2 separate regions of the Sus scrofa genome follow, and region 2 is linked to region 1. Evidence: chromatin contacts called from public HiChIP or PLAC-seq data. All regions are on one chromosome and are shown on one strand. Each heading gives the region's core, a stretch centred on a gene start, on an enhancer-like site or on the middle of the called end of the contact. The rest is flanking DNA. Distances are from core to core; before and after follow the strand shown.

What was found. HiChIP or PLAC-seq counts read pairs in DNA pulled down with a chosen protein or histone mark.
Region 2: a contact with region 1 is called in an H3K27ac HiChIP or PLAC-seq map of skeletal muscle. The contact joins two enhancer-like sites. A contact is called at or near these places in 1 of 47 Hi-C or Micro-C datasets (epiblast stem cells) and 1 of 2 datasets of contacts at active chromatin or transcription factors (skeletal muscle).

What each region holds. Positions count from the first base shown.
Region 1 is chr7:112,962,390-112,967,101 of Sscrofa11.1, reverse strand. CCDC88C (protein Daple) reads left to right here. Exons shown (of 31, transcript XM_021100083.1): 12 at 632-778; 13 at 1,412-1,556; 14 at 4,592-4,712. Among named protein-coding and RNA genes, the nearest start is that of GPR68, 61 kb to the right of the region's middle. Within about 2 kb of position 2,186, at least 35 of the 83 cell types and tissues checked have an H3K27ac peak or open chromatin away from gene starts, as enhancers often do. A contact at or near this core is called in skeletal muscle, where this site is marked.
Region 2 is chr7:113,107,597-113,112,818 of Sscrofa11.1, reverse strand. All of the region lies in intron 1 of LOC106504538 (a long non-coding RNA gene), which reads right to left. PPP4R3A (serine/threonine-protein phosphatase 4 regulatory subunit 3A) reads left to right here. Exons shown (of 15, transcript XM_005666399.3): 15 at 1-1,186. Among named protein-coding and RNA genes, the nearest start is that of PPP4R3A, 39 kb to the left of the region's middle. Within about 2 kb of position 2,723, at least 8 of the 83 cell types and tissues checked have an H3K27ac peak or open chromatin away from gene starts, as enhancers often do. A contact at or near this core is called in skeletal muscle, where this site is marked.

The DNA.
Region 1 (4,712 bases), core at 937-3,436:
GGGAGGCCGAGGTGCTTGTTTGCGGGGTTCCCATGTTGATGAGGAAACTGTCTCAAAAAGCTCCCCGTTTCCGGGAAACCGCGGAGAACTGTTGTTTTTCCGAGAGTACGTGGGTAAAATGTCCAGATGCGAGCTGTGCGTTGAGCGAAACCTTGTCTGAATAGCTCTTTTTTCCTGGGACCCTGATCCCTGGAATGAATGTCGCATTGAGAGCATGAGGCTCAGCCCGGAGCCCCGGCCAGACTCAGCCCCACCCCTTCCTTGTTAAAGAAACGGGGGCTCGGCGATATGTCAGTGGAGTCGCTCGTCTAACCAGACGAGGTGATGGGTGTCAGAGGCCGTTGCACGGTGGCCGCAGGCCGTACTCCCCAAGGAGGCGTCAGCTTCCCGGAGTTCAGTGTTTTCTTCACTCAGGGGTTTTTTTTCCCTTCTGGTAGAGAGAGTCTGTGCGGCCTGACCCAGGCAAAAAGGAGGAGGTGCTCAAAGTGCAGACAGAACTCTCGTGGCTGCAGCCTTATCCCTGGATTGTTGGTTTTGGTTCCGAGGCCAGAAGAGTTTTGGTCTCAGAACCCTGTCGTCATGAGCCAGGTGCCTTTATCTGATGGTTCCCATATATGATTTTGCTGCCCAGGAGCTGAGAGAAGATAACATCATATTAATTGAAACCAAGGCCATGTTGGAGGAACAGCTGACTGCCGCTCGGGCCCGGGGCGATAAAGTTCACGAACTGGAGAAGGAGAACCTGCAGCTGAAATCGAAGCTTCACGACCTGGAACTGGTATTGCAAGCTGTTGTCCCACAGACCTGTCTGCAGAGATTGGGGCAGTTTCAGGTTTATGCTGGGCCCTCCTCCGATGTTTCAGTCCCTGGGTTTGGAGCCACTGCCGACACAATAACTCACTGACTGTAGAGAGTAGCTCTCGAGGCTCAGCGGACTGGGCTGGGCACCACTTAGCACCCCCAGACAGGAGGTGACCACTGTGCTGTTGCTTTTCTGTAAGGATGAGCGTACATGTGTGTCATTTACAAGAAGGGTCCCCACTGTGCTTATGGCGTGGGTTGAGCTGCGATTCATGAGTTACTTTACAGGCTTCTCACAGCCCATCAGGCCTGACCTAGAGCCACGAAGCCGCCCGTCACCGTGGTACTTAGCTTTAACGCCCTGGGCTGTAAGTCGCTGTGTTCTGACTGCCATCAGTTAGACCTTAGGTCTCTCCTTGTCACCCAGGTGGCCAGTCAGGGTACCTTTCAGGGGCTGTAACCTCACAGCTGGGCCCTTTCCGTGCAGGAAACGGGCAGGTGCCTGGAGGCCTCTCATTCTCAGAGGATGGGGGTGGATGCCCAGGGGGCCAAAGCCAGTCCTGGGGAGTCACCTGGCCACGTCCTCATGCCTTCCCTCTTCTTGCGCTAGGACCGGGACGCGGACAAGAAGCGGATTGAGGAGCTGCTGGAGGAAAACATGGTTCTCGAGATTGCACAGAAGCAGAGCATGAACGAATCGGCCCACCTCGGCTGGGAGCTGGAGCAGCTGTCCAAGAACGCAGACCTGTCCGACGGTGGGTGGCGCCTGGGGCCCGGGAGCCGGTCTGGCTGTGGCCGCCTCCTCACCCAGGGAATGGAGCCCTTGGCGCTAAATCTTCCGTGTCAGGCCATCCATTCACCCCCAGGAAATAGGATTTCCTTCAAGTGCCATTTGGAACCGTTTCATTGCCGTCCTCCCCAAGGAGAAGATGAGGGGTCTGGCAGCCTCGGTGTCAGGATGTGAAGCACAGATTAAATGTTGCCCGGTTTCCCGGTTCCCAGATGGACAGTCCCAGGAGCTTCCAGGTTACAGCACGCTGACACCCGGAGGACATCGTGGGCCGATCTAGGGATAGTTAAAAGCTCTGGATGGCAGGAAACGTCCCCAGGGGTCACTGATCTCCGCTCTAAATGTGCTGGGGGCCTGCTTGCCTCCATTCATCTGCATAATTGTGCAAGAGGGAGGCAGTCTGTTCCCTGTCTCCCTGGGTGGGGCTGCTTCGCGGCTGCTTCCCACAGGCCCCACGCCTCTCCCTCGCCCTCCTGCACTTGCACCGCTGGCCCCGCACAGGCAGGCGAGGTGCCAGCCGGCCAGGGAGACGTGGGTGGGGCAGCAGAAAGCACAGCGGCAGGAAGCGTCAGCGCTCTCGGCAAACAATGGCCAGTTCCTGTGTTCAAAAATAGCACACGTGCCGCTGGTAGTGCGAGTTGTTTACTTAGCGGTGTATGGAGCGGGGTAGGGCCTTTGGGTGGTTTGGGGGTTGCTTTTTTAATTCCAATAACTGTCCTCAAGAATAATGGAAAGGTTGTTGAAAGCAGCTGGGGATGTCTTCTCTTCGAGGGGTCCCATCGGTTCCAAACCTAAAATCAGTTCATTAAACTACTAACCTGTGAGGGAAGTTGGCTGTATCTGGGCTCTGGGGCCTGTGCACTGTGCTGGGACCTGGATCACCCTGGTTCCCTGTCCTGGGAGGAGTGCACATCCACCGGGAAGGACTGCTGCCCCCTGGTGGAACAGAGAGGTAGTGCAGCCTGCCTGGGACAGTCTTGGGCCAAATGAGAGTGTTTCTGTTAGAGACCCGGATGGCCTATGGGCTCTGAAAGCCTCGCCCCTTCAGACTACCCAGTAGTGTGGGCCCTTTCAGGTCAAAAAGCAACATTTATTCTTGGGTTCCAACTCCTGGTGCTTATCTGGGAGCTAAGGAACGCTGGTTTGAATGAAGGCATGATGCAGGCAGAGCTTGAATGCACTTTTGCGTGTGTGGTGTGGTGGCTTCTTGAGTCAGGAAGACCCGGCTTAAGTCCTGGCTCCTCCACGTGTTAGCTGGGTGACCTCTCTTAGACCTCAGTCTCCTTACCTGCAAGATGGGGATGATGAAGCTGCCCACAGGGGAGACAATGAAGCATGATTCCGTGCCTGGCCCGAGGGCACCGATAAAGAGCAGCTGTTCTTATTGCCACTGTCGTATTAAAATCTGTCCCATTACCCTGGTTGCTTGAGGTACTAACAGCGTAGCGCTCCGAAGTGAATTGTTACGTCATCGTGAGAGTCTTTGAGACACTGGCTTTTATGGACGAGGAAGGGAAGCCTGTGGTCAGTTCTGTTGTTTAACCTGTAGAGCCTTAGGCAGGATTCCCCATGAGTGCAGAGTTTCAGTTCGGGGTGATGAAGTCTGGAGGTGGATAGTGCTGATGGCTGCACAAGTGGGAATGTAGCTCATGCCACAGAACTGTACACTTGGTGAATTTTACGTTACGTGTATTTCACCCCAATTAAAAACATGTTCTTTTTTCCATGAATGCTGCCAAGGTACCATCCGAATGATCACAGGCTCTGAATAGGGGCGTTTGAGTTGAGGTTTGTGTCATTTGTTGAGAGCATTTCATGTGTTGAGAGCGTGTGTGTTTCTGTGCGTCAGCACTGGGACTGGGTCAGGGCCACGGACACTCCGTCCACCTCCACGGCTCTGCTGCCTATTGCTGCTTGGGGTCTTGGGGACATTCAGGCTTGTTGGGTCTGAACTGCTGTCCTTGGTGCATAGGTGGGACCTCAGGGGTGGCAGATGCCTTCCAGTCCTTATGATCGCCCAGAGGGTCTGAATGCACACATCTGTCTCCCGCTTGATGTGCTCACTGTGAAAGCCCTGCCCCCGGGGGATGAATAAGCAGCAGGTGGGGGCACAGCCCTATGAGCCGTGCGACAGGGCTCCCAGAGCTGAGTCTGTGGCACTGATGAGACAGGAGAAGGCACGACAACCCCGACCCCTTCTTTTGAGGCTTTCACATGTGTTCCTTTTCCCTCCCCCAAAGGCCCCATGACTTACCTGAGGTCACACACCTGCTGGTGGCATGAAGGGGCTAACACTCCCCATTCCCGACTCTCAGGTCTGTGCCTCCTTCGCCATTTGCATTTGAGCTGTTGGAAAGCCGAGTGGATAATCTGCCTTTATTTCTATCTTTAGCTTATATTTTCTTCTCACTTAGAATTTTTAAAGCAATTTACATATATTGTCTCTTTTTTTTTCCCAACACAATTGTGAAATTACAAAATGAAATCTCTATCCACAGGACCTTTTCCAGGGATGGCGAGTACTGGGCATACGTATCCATGGAGGCTTCTGCCACCTGTGGCAGACATAACTAGCCGATTATCGTATTCCTCCTGCTGAGCTGCCCAGACTCCCACTACTCTCAGAGCTGGGCACAGAAACTGTCGCCCTGTTGACCATCCCTCTTAGCCTCTGAGATCCTTGAGTTGTAGGGTCGGGTTAGCTGCCTGGTCAAAGCTGGGTTCCAGCAGTGAACAGTCTTTAACATCTGCTTTGGCTTCTTTATTGTAATTTGCTTTCCTCTTAAGCTCAAACAGCCCCAGCTGAGCCAGTGGAGGGACCCTAAGTGCCTGAGGAACCCTGGGGCACTGACAGCACCACGTGAAGCGGAGGGGCCCCCAGGTGACCCATGGGTGCCCGACCCAGGCCGTGGGGACCTGACGGCCCCATCTCAGAGTTGGAGGCAGATGGTGGAAGTGGAGGGGCCGGGAGCCCCGGCCTGACTCGGCTCTGTGTTTCAGCCTCCAGGAAGTCCTTTGTGTTTGAGCTGAACGAGTGCGCCTCCAGCCGCATCCTGAAGCTGGAGAAGGAGAACCAGAGCCTGCAGAGCACCGTCCAGGGGCTGCGGGACACCTCCCTGGC
Region 2 (5,222 bases), core at 1,474-3,973, 150 kb before region 1:
CAAAAAGCCAACAGGGCAGGGGGTTTTGTAAGTGGAACTCTGAATTGACTGGTCAGTTGCTACAATCAGAATATGCTTTCTCGGACCATGTTTGAGACTGAGAGGAATATAGGCTTTTTGGCCCTAATTCTTCACTAGTTAAGAATGCCAGCAGTTTCTTTGTATAAAGAGACCTGCCTTTAAAATCATACATTCTGAACATTTTAGTCAAGCTACAACAGGTTTGGAAAACCTCTGTGGGGGAGGGGTGAATATAAAGTTTCTTCTTTTTTTAATCTGTTCCCTTTGCCCTTCAAACTGCAGATTTTTTTTTTTTTTTTTTTTTTTTTAAAGTGGGGATTTGTCCCTACTTGATTAAAGATTGAGTGGAATTCTAGATGTGGTCATTTGTGTCATAATTTTTTTTTTGTTTCATTTTGTTTTTGATTTTTTTTTCTCCCCTGAGTGTATGCTTAGTTGTTGAGTATATATATTTGGGACCATTAAAAATTTTTTTGATGTAATATAACCTAACGTTGTGCTGGTACCTGTTTTGCCATGTGTAATTTTTGTTCTACATCACAGTTCTTAATTTTTGTTTAGAGTTTTATGAAAGATGGTATAGTTTTTATTGACAAAAAGCAAAGTAATCTTACAACTGTGTGCATACAAAAAGCAATACTATTTTGTGACTAAATATTTTATATTAAAATTTACATCAGCAACTGTCTTGAGAATTCAGGGAAATAGAGTGGAATTAAAATTTCAACCGTTTTGTTAAACCTTAGAAACGTGAAATTAGTATTCCAAAGAGATTCTGAAATTTCATATCTTGAGAAAATGATGGTACATTAAATCAAAATTGAGGATGAATGATTAAAAATAACATTTGACTTTTGAATAATAAAAAAGCGAAGAGTAAGAGAAATTGTATTAATTGTATTTTTCTTTTCTTCTTTTTTTTTAAACTATTTCTTTTGGAATGCCTATAAGTGGTGGTTCCTAAATAAATACCTGGCCAAAGGACCATCAAAAGAGTATTTTTAAATAGGTTCTTTTATTGTCTTAAGTGTACTAAAATTCTTTCAAGGAAATGAAAATAAAGTATCTCAATTCCACATACCCTCACTTTTTTAAAGCGAGGAGTTTAGAACTTAAGGAAGAATGTATTTACAAATGTGAATAAAATTCATATCTAGGAAAAGGATACTATTTTAAGTATCATATACTTTCACTGGATAATCTAGCAAGCACTGTGTGCTTCTACCTTAGCTCATCTTTTGCTTTGCCCTCAGTACATTGTGGTATCAAAAACAAGGTTATATGGAGTAGCTGAATGGAAAACCAGAAAGCAAACAACTTGCTAGAGTCATTAAGAGTTTTACTGTTGGCTAAATTTTTTTGAACAAAACTTCGGGTGCGTTATCAACTACGAGTTTATTTCACTACACTATAGAGCTGCTTCTGAGTCGCAGTTCTGGCAATTAATAAGTTTAATCAACTTATCTTACAAATAAAAACTTAATAGGATCTAAGTTAATTATGTCTTCCTTTATTACCTAGAAAGACCCATGCAAAATTTTTGTGCCTTATAATTTAAACTGACATTTCTGACTGACACTTCATTGTCTTGGTATCCTGGGGGTTATTGGGCAGTGGGAAGAAGTGTCCCTTGTTTTCATGAATTGAGATCTGATGAATTAAAACAAAAAAGATATTAACCTCTGGCCTTAACATTTAAGAGAAGCTTTTCCCTTGATGGACTCTTGCATTTCTTTACTGAAGCAGAAACATGACAGCCTGCTTTAGTAGGAGAAAAAGTCTAAAAGCCGCTTGTTTCATGGAGGAAAACTAATAGCAATAAATTGCTAGAAACACAACACCTGAACTGACACAGCTGCATGTGACTCAAAAGTCCATGCTTTTCAGTATAAATACTTTACCTTAATAACTGATGTGAATATAATGATGTGATTTTTTCCATTTGAATGATACCTATTGGTTCTTTTGCTCATTTTAAAAAATGAAAAAATTTCACTTTTCAGAGATTACCTAACAATTTCTAGAAAAGACAGATAATCACTTCAGAAAACACTTGACATTTCTGTCTTGTCCAAAAAAGCTAGGCTGGCTTTTTTTTTTTTTTTTTTTAATAGAATGAAGCCTAATGGGTTTCCCCTACGTGATTGTACTCAGACCCCGCATGTCATTTATGCAAGTTTGTGAATTTGGAAATGAGGATGTGTGGAGTAGGCTGGAACATTCCTGGTTTTGTTCTTCATGTAAGCAGTGGTCTTCGCAAAGCTTCCAAGTTTAAACTGGAAGATTTCTTTAAATGGCTAACCTAAATTATCAACATATTTCTAGTATTCACCATTAATAACTGTTTAAACAGCACTGTCAGAATCGCTTTAGAGGGAAATTTAGGACCCTCAAAATTCTTTTATATAGGTTGTATTAACTTTTTCTGCCAAAACCTCCATTTCAAGCAAGAGGATTACCAAACCAAATTTTTATGGGATGGATTATCACACCATGGTAGCAGGACACGGACACGTGAGAAAGGGCAGCAATCATCAGTACACTGTGGTTCTCAGTGCTTAATCGGTTTGGGTTTCTCTTTGGCTTTAATACTATATCTTGGCTCTTGGGAATGATATTTTAAAAGGAGACTGTAGGGAGGCTGTCTTCAAATAGATAAATGTGCTAACTGCAGGAGTCAGATGTCTTGGTCCTTAAAATAACCCTGGTTGGAGACACAACTTCCCTTGACCTTTCCGCCTTGCTAGGTAAGTTCTTAACCATGGACTCGGGGCATAGTGATTTATTCAACGTGATGTTAAGTGGGTTTTTAACTTCTCTGTATTTCCAACATGGTGCAAATCACACCCTACCTACAAATTGAGGGGATCCCTTTCCATCCTTATCTTGGCATTTAGGCAGTGTTTGCTGTTATCCACTGTCTTGATGTCTTACTCTCTTGGCTTCTCTAACATCATGGGTTTTAACATTTCTGACCCTTCCTACTTTCCGATAGCTCCCTTTGTTACCTCCTAAATGCTGGAATTTGCTAGGGTTCCATTTTGGGTACCATCTTCCCAAGTTCCAGCCCCCACCTCACTAACATGTCCCCGATCCATTCATGCCATGCCCTAAGAATGCCTCAATCTGTCATGTACCCCTCTGCGTGCTCTTCTAGCCTTGTCTGCTTGATGAACTCAGTCATGATTCCAAAGTGCTCCCCTGACACTCAGCTGGAAGAAAGGGGTTATATCTTTCTCAGTTTTGTAGCCCTCATACCTAGCGTGATAGCCCACAGATGGATCTCCAAGTGTTTACTGGATGACTGAGCAAAGACTGAGTAACGTGCATACAGACGGGGAGAGTTACCCGATATCCTTACACAGTCATGTTTGACTCATTCTTGATCACAGAAGTCCCTCTGTCTATAAAGGGGAGGAGGACTCAAAACCCCTGTCCTCGCCTTTGTACCGTTGAGCCTTAGGTTAGTAACACCAACACAGGGCTACTCGAGGTTCGTATAATTTTTACAACTATTGTAAAATTGAGTCATTTTAACAACTAAAATTCTACTCAGATGAATCATCCTGGCCTCTAGCATCTCTAACTCTTAATTGTCTCACTGGTCTGTTGGTCACAGTTCTGAAGACCCCTGCCTTTTATCGCTGGGCCTAGCTATAAGCTCTAGATTTACAAACTACTCATCTGTTGGTCTGATGTTTACTAAAATCTCCTGCTCTTAAACTCTTATATAATGGTCTCTTTCCTGGAAGGCAGGCCCAGGTGTAGGTGATTAGATATATAGGTAGATTGCTCGGGTAGATTTCTTAGGTAGAATCAGTGGACATGTCACAGGAATGATGAAAAGAGTGGCTTTTCTTCATTTCTGAAAGAATAACATTTTGGATAAAGAGCCATTCAAATTGTAGTACTGCATTTTAGCATTAAGTACATTTATAAAAGAATGTGTTTCTGATGTCTTGCCAGGAAAAAGATCAAACTAATTTTGCTCTGATGCTACTGTAGTTCACAAAGAAATTGCTACTTCAAGTTTTCTCATCCTTCTACAATACTACTCTGGAAGAAGACGGGAAACAGGGACACATGTTTTTTAACCTAGATGGTTCTGTTTGGCTCGTGAGAAGTAGGTGTCCCATCACACCAAAAGCCCAGAAAAATCTGGCTTTATGAATTTTCTGGTGGCTTTCAAAAAGGGTCTGAATGTTACTTGAATTGTTATTAGTGAAAAACTTTCACCTAAAGCTGTCCCATACAAAGGGCCAGACAAGCCCTTTAAGGACCTGCTTTGGAGCCTAGAATGCCAGGGAGGGGATAAAATGAACAGGAGTTTGAATGAGCACTGAAGAAGTCTCAGTACATAAGCCACACATGTTGTTAAATCACACTGATACCAATAACAAATTTCCTGGGAGAAAGTAATGAAAAGTTGCAGACAGAGACAAAGTATGAGGGCAACAGCATAGTCAGAATGGCCTGGGTTTGAATTCTTAACTCTGCTACTGAGACCTTAGACAAAATCCTTGAGCCTGGTTTCCCCATCTGTAATGGGAAACTCATGTGAGGACCACAGAATAGGTACACATGTAAAGCAACTATTCTAATGGTATATATTCAATAGATGGTGATATATTAATGTAGTTCAAACCTGAAGGGAGATGGCTATGGCTCTGATATTTAAAAAAAAAAAAAAAAAAAAAAAAGAGTCTATGGCATTTTGGCCTGGGTTACTCCCATTCTCACCTCCCACTACTCCCTTACTTAGCTCAACCAGCTAGGTGATTCTACTAATGCAGGACAACAGTGAAAAGCAGTTTCATTTCTGGAAGTGGCTGACTTGATTGGCATGGAAGAACACACAGCCTTGGGTGTTCACAAAAACAGTAACATAATAATAAAAAAAAAAGACTTGAAATACTAAAATCAGAAATGTAAGATAATTGGTTGGGATACTGTTACAGAAACAAAAAGAGTATAACGGAATACTGTGAATAACTATGCCAATAAATTAGATGAAACGGACAAATTCCTAGCAAGACATAAAGAAATAGACAAAAATCTGAACAGACCAATTATTAGCAGGGACTTTGAACCAGTAATCAAAAACATCCCAACAAACAAATCCGTGGATTCACTAGTGAATTCTATCAAATATTTAAAAATTAGTAACATTCCTTGTCAAAATCTTCCAAAGTTTAGAAGAG